Linked DNA regions of Mus musculus: region 2 is linked to region 1. A link is a contact called in public Hi-C data. All regions are on one chromosome and are shown on one strand. Each heading gives the region's core, a stretch centred on a gene start, on an enhancer-like site or on the middle of the called end of the contact. The rest is flanking DNA. Distances are from core to core; before and after follow the strand shown. Region 1 has its middle 26 kb from the start of Arid3b. Region 2 overlaps Islr2 (immunoglobulin superfamily containing leucine-rich repeat 2).

Region 1 (2,700 bases), core at 56-2,555:
TTTAATATAGTTCTCATGCTGTGGTGACTTGCCAACCACCAAACTATTTTGTTCTTATTTCATAACTATAATTTTGCTATTGTTATGGATCATAATGTATGATCTGTATTTTTATGGATCATAATGTATGATCTATATTTTCTGATGATCTTAGTTATTGTTTTTTTTTTAAACTCTTTTTATTTATTTGTTTGTTTGTTTATTTGTTTATTTATTTATTATATGTAAGTACACTTTAGCTGTCTTCAGACACTCCAGAAGAGGGCGCCAGATCTCGTTATAGATGGTTCTGAGCCACCATGTGGTTGCTGGGATTTGAACTCTGGACCTTCAGAAGAGCAGTCGGGTGCTCTTACCCACTAAGCCATCTCACCAGCCCAGATCTTAGTTATTGTTATGGATCATAATGTATGATCTGTATTGTTATGGATCATAATGTATGATCTGTATTTTCTGATGATTTTAGGCTACCTACTGTGAAAGGGTTGTTTGATCCCTCAAAGAGGTCCTGACCCACAGTGACATGGCCTTCAATTTTGGCTGGCTAGAATTACAGGTCTTGGGACTAGAGTGTCAGGAATCTTAGTCCTGGATAGTGACGAGTGTTAGATCTCTCAGTTCTAGGGCGTCTCTTTGCCCTTAAAGCACAGTAGTTCCCTAGACCAACTCCAGCAACCCAAACCTATGGCTTCTCTTCCTTGGTTTTCATATATCTTTCTGTCTCTCCACTTTTTCTTGTACTCTTTCTGCTTCCAGCACCTCTGTTCCCTGTTGTTTGCCAGTTCTTGTTGTTACTGAGGCAGCTGCCAGCACTGCCATCCTGCTGCTTCTGTGTTTCTGTGGTCCTTGGGTTAACTACATAGGAGAGTCGGCTCTCCTAATGATGCGCAAAAGTTGGTGAGAAAAAACTATTCTGATGTTGTAACACCAGAGGGCAGCACAGGAGGGTGTTTCCCAGCTGAAGAACTAACTGAGCCACACAGCCTACATACGAACTCACATGGAGAGTGTGGCAAGGGCGTGTGCACCCAGCACAGAAGACTCATACACAAATGAAGGGTGACATTTGCATCTATCCTGGCACAGTCCTCCAAGCAAATGAAGAACTGTGTTTGCATAAGCTTCAGATCTGAGGAAGTGCTTCCCTTCTGGCTTAGGTGAAAATGGCTGCGGGGTTGCTTAGAATTCGCCAAGCCTTGCCTGCCTTGGCATTCTGCTTTCCAAGGCTGTCTGGAGCAGTTCCCAGCAGAGTCTTTCAGTTGTCATTATAACGATCCTCTGCAGCTGGCAAAATAACCCCAGAGAAATTGTAAAGTGTCCAGACTCACCAGGCTGCCAATAAAGGGCGGCACGGCTGACAGCTCCCCATTCAAGGGTACCAGGCATAAAGGAAGGGGCCTGTCAAATGCCTGCTTTTGACAGTTTTAGCCATTCACAGAAAGCATTAAAAGGGCGTTTACAGTAAAGACTTAACAAAAGCTCAGAAACTAATGATTCTAATAGCTCACAGTAGTTGATGGTATTTAACAATGCTTAAAAGTGCTTAACTCCTGCCCCAGTGCTCAAGGGAGAGGTGAGTACCTCTAATGTGTCTCAGTAGCACTAGCAAACTTTAAATGGAGTCTACAGTGTTTCTCCAGGAGAACTGGTGTAACTGGCAAAGAACTTTCCAAGCAGAAGATGGAGCCATTCATGCTCATTTGTGAACAAGGTAACACCAGAAACCATCCAAGAGAGAAGCATAGATCAGACCTTATCTTAAGAGAGACCCTTGGAAGCTTCTGTAAGGAAAACAACACTGTCAACAGAACAAATCAGCATCCAACAGATTGGGTAAAGATCTTTACCAATCCTATATCTGATAGGGGGCTAATATCCAATATATACAAAGAACTCAAGAAGATAGACCCCAGAGAATCAAATAACCCTATTAAAAATGGGGTACAGAGCTAAACAAAGAATTCTCAACTGAGGAATCTCGAATGGCAGAGAAGCACCTAAAGAAATGTTCAACATCCTTAGTCATCAGGGAAATGCAAATCAAAACAATCCTGAGATTCCATCTCACACTAGTCAGAATGGCTAAGATAAAAAACTCAGGTTATAGCAGATGCTGGCGAGGATGTAGAGAAAGAGGAACACTCCTCCATTGCTGGTGGGATTGCAAAATGGTACCACCACTCGGGAAATCAGTTTGGCGGTTCCTCAAAAAATTGAACATAGTACTACCCGAGGACCTAGCAATACCACTCCCGGGCATATATCCAGAAGATGCTCCAACATGTAATAAGGACACCTGTTCCACTATGTTCATAGAAGCCTTATTAATAAGAGCCAGAAGCTGGAAAGAACTCAGATGTTCCTCAACAGAGGAATGGATACAGAAAATGTGGTACATTTACACAATGGAGTACTACTCAGCTATTAAAAGGAATGAATTTATGAAATTCTTAGGCAATAGATGGAGCTGGAGGATATCACCCTGAGTGAGGTAAAAGAGCACAAATGATATGCATCCACTGATAAGTGGATATTGCCCAGAAGCTCAGCGTACCCAAGATACAATTCACAAGCCACATGAAACTCAAGAAGAAGGAAGATCAAAGTGTGGATACTTTGATCCTTCTTAGAAGGGGGAACAAAATACCCATGGAAGGGGTTACAGAGACAAAGTGTGGAGCAGAGACTGAAGGAAAGGCC
Region 2 (2,858 bases), core at 92-2,591, 340 kb after region 1:
ACCAGGACCCCAGTTTGGCTCCAACTAGACAGAAATGGGGTGGGGTAGGAATGGGGAGGGGGGACGCGCGGATTTGGATCATTATAGGAAAGGAGCGGTGAGAATAAAAATTAGCGGGCTTCTGGCACATGCATCCTTGAAAAGGCAGAGTGGGATCAAAGTGAGAGTCACAGCGCTCCACGCTGGGGACCTGTCCTGGGGATCCCAGGCAAACGCTGGACCAACCCTATTATTATCACCAAATGTGGTCAACGACTGGCGTGGCGCTCTCCCCTTGTCTCCAAGTTCCACCAGATGGGGTGCGCGATGGGTTTCGTGGATCGCCGTGATGAAATGGAAGGCATAGACGGTTTCTCGCCGCCCATGGGTGGTGTCTTAGAGGAGGTAGGAGCCTGACTCTGTGCTTTGGGTGGGGATGGGGATTCAAGCCCACCAAAAGAATGACCCCTGAATTCGGCCCACTCCTAGAAATCCCTAGTAGTGACCCCTGGGGAGGGCTAAGGAGGCAGAGTAACTGAAGGCTTGGGGGGTAGGGCGGAGTCCCGCGAGGGTGTTAAAGTCCTGCCGTCCCTAGGCTACGAGGTACCCAAGGTGGAGGTGGGCAGGCCAGGCGTGCTGGGGGCTCAGCCCGCTGTCTGCCTGTAGTTGCCGTTTATTTCCTGGGCGATGTTGACTGCTTCCGCTCCCAGGGGCAGCCGATCGCTGTACTCCGAGCCAGCCTCGAACTCCTCTTGGTTGGCCTTGGACTGAGACTCCACCAATGAGCAACCCGCCAGGCTTTCCTCTCTCTGAAGGTCCCCGCTTGGGTCCCCCTGCTCCACATCTTCATCCAGGCCTTCCTCCGGGACCTCCTCTGGCTCCTCACCTCCCGCCTCGCCACGAGCAGGGTAGCTTTTCTCAGACTCAAGGTAGGAAGCACGCGGATCGAAATCGGCCGCGATGCGTTTCTCCATAGGGTCCGGGGCCTGTGGCCTCAGGATTAAACGGTAGGGTTTGCCCGGATGTTTGGCCAGCAGATGGCAGCAGGCGGCACCCAGCAGGGGCACGGTGGCCAGCACCAGGAGAAAAACACTCACGGTCACGATAACCAGCAGGGACGGCAGTTCTTTCTTGGTAGAAAACACCACCTGCACGTGACACGCCTCGCCCGCCAGTGCCAGGCATACGGAGTAGTTGGTGCCAGGCCGCAGGCCGCGAAACCAGTAGGCATTGACCCCCTCTTCCACTCGTGACCACTGAACTGCCGTGCCACCCCCCGCAGGACACAGATAGAGTAGGCGCAGTGGCCGCCTCCCCGGCCGCCGCGCTCCGCTAGCACCATCTGGCCCAGGGCCCCAGCGCGCAGCAAGAGGCGTCAGCTGCACCCGAGCCTCACGCTCTGCTACATCCAGCGCGATGACGCCCAACTCAAAAACGTGCGGCTTGAGATCTGAGCTCTGGTTGAATGCATGGTTAGACACATAGCGAGAGGGGTCCCCATGGCCACAGTGCTTCTCTCCCATCGGATCTGCAGGGATCTGACCTTCCATCTGCTCTCCTTCATCTGTCTCCTCCAGCTCTGCCTCGATTTCCCCAAGCACGCTGACTCGGGCAAGACCTTGGCCTTTGGTTTTGCCTTCAGGCTTGAAGGGCAGGACGCTGTTGCTACGGCCCTTAGTGGTGGCCTTGCGCTCAGAGGTCGGGACCTGCGCATCAGGTTCTTCCCCTGTTCCAGGAGCGTGTTTTGGCGGCCCCGCTGCAGCCACCGTCACCCGTAAGGACGTTGAGTTGGTGCCCAGCTCATTGTGTGCACGACAAGTGTAGATGCCTGCCTCCTTGGCACTCAGAAGGGGCACCAACAGAGAGCCATTTGCGAGGGCCAAGAAGCGCGGGGTGGCTGGAGGCGCTGGCCAAGCAGGTGCTGGAGTTGGGGTTGGCGCTTCAGTCTGCGTAGGCAGGTCCTCATCTCCGTCACCCTCTCCATCCTCCACCTTATCTCCTCCATCTTCTTCCTTGCTGAGAACCGGTGGCACTAAGACTACAGTGCCACCCGGGATCTGAAGTTGCCATTGCAGGCGGGGTGTGGGGTGGCCTTCGGCGACGCAATGTAACATGAAAGCCAAGCCTGCGCGCAGAGGGGTGCCAGGTGCCTCAGGCGGCGGCTCTGCGCTCAGACGCACGCTGGGGGGTGCGCAGGGCAGGGCGGGCAGGCGGTGCACGGGCACGCCCTGCAGCTCAGGGGGCGAGGCGCACGCTATAGAATCGGGCTCCGGTAAGGAGACCCGGGTGCTCGCTGCCCAGGCCTGCAGCCACACGAGACCACAGCTGCAGTGGAAGGGGTTGTGATAGAGTTGCAGGTGAGACAGCGCGCTTAGTGCGTCGAACGTGCCGGGCTCCAGGGTACGCAGCCGGTTGTTGTTGATGCGCAGAGAGCGCAGGTCCGGGAGCGCGCCGAGTGCATCCCGGGGCAGCGATCCCAGACGGTTGTGGTTCATTTTCAGCAGCTGCAGCGCGCTCAAGTTACGAAGGTCGCTCCAAGGGAAGTTGGATATAAGGTTGTGGCTTAGGTCGAGGTTCTTGAGCTGACTCAGCACTGCCAATGCCCCTGACTCTACCGTGCGTACCTCACTGTGAGCCAGCCACAGCGAAGTGACCTGCGTGACGTTGACGAAGGCCCCCCGCCTTAGTACCGTAATCTTGTTGGCAGACAGACTAAGCGTGGTCACGTTGGCTGGCAGTCCTTCTGGGACCTCGCGCAGCTCCTTGTAGGCACAGTCTGCAAACTGGTGGGCGTACTTGTCAACACAGGCGCAAGGCTCGGGACACGCTCTGACCACTCCTAGCAAAGCCCAGGCCAAACACAGGGCTCCAAAGGGCCC

Evidence for each region. Hi-C and Micro-C count contacts between places; a contact is called where the count stands out from the background.
Region 2: a Hi-C map of cerebral cortex shows a contact between it and region 1, with 3 times the contacts expected there. The contact joins two enhancer-like sites. A contact is called at or near these places in 15 of 39 promoter capture datasets (the 3T3-L1 cell line, the SN4741 cell line, cranial neural crest and 6 more), 28 of 484 Hi-C or Micro-C datasets (B cells, the Ba/F3 cell line, the C2C12 cell line and 14 more), 2 of 115 datasets of contacts at active chromatin or transcription factors (embryonic stem cells and large pre-B cells) and 3 of 9 other capture datasets (adipose tissue, embryonic stem cells and liver).

What each region holds. Positions count from the first base shown.
Region 1 is chr9:57,861,101-57,863,800 of GRCm38.p6, forward strand. No RefSeq gene overlaps it. Among named protein-coding and RNA genes, the nearest start is that of Arid3b, 26 kb to the left of the region's middle. Within about 2 kb of position 1,306, at least 58 of the 459 cell types and tissues checked have an H3K27ac peak or open chromatin away from gene starts, as enhancers often do. A contact at or near this core is called in cerebral cortex, where this site is marked.
Region 2 is chr9:58,197,115-58,199,972 of GRCm38.p6, forward strand. It overlaps Islr2 (immunoglobulin superfamily containing leucine-rich repeat 2), which reads right to left. Exons shown (of 3, transcript NM_177193.5): 3 at 1-2,858. The coding sequence ends at 624. Among named protein-coding and RNA genes, the nearest start is that of Islr2, 3.7 kb to the right of the region's middle. Within about 2 kb of position 1,342, at least 47 of the 459 cell types and tissues checked have an H3K27ac peak or open chromatin away from gene starts, as enhancers often do. A contact at or near this core is called in cerebral cortex, where this site is marked.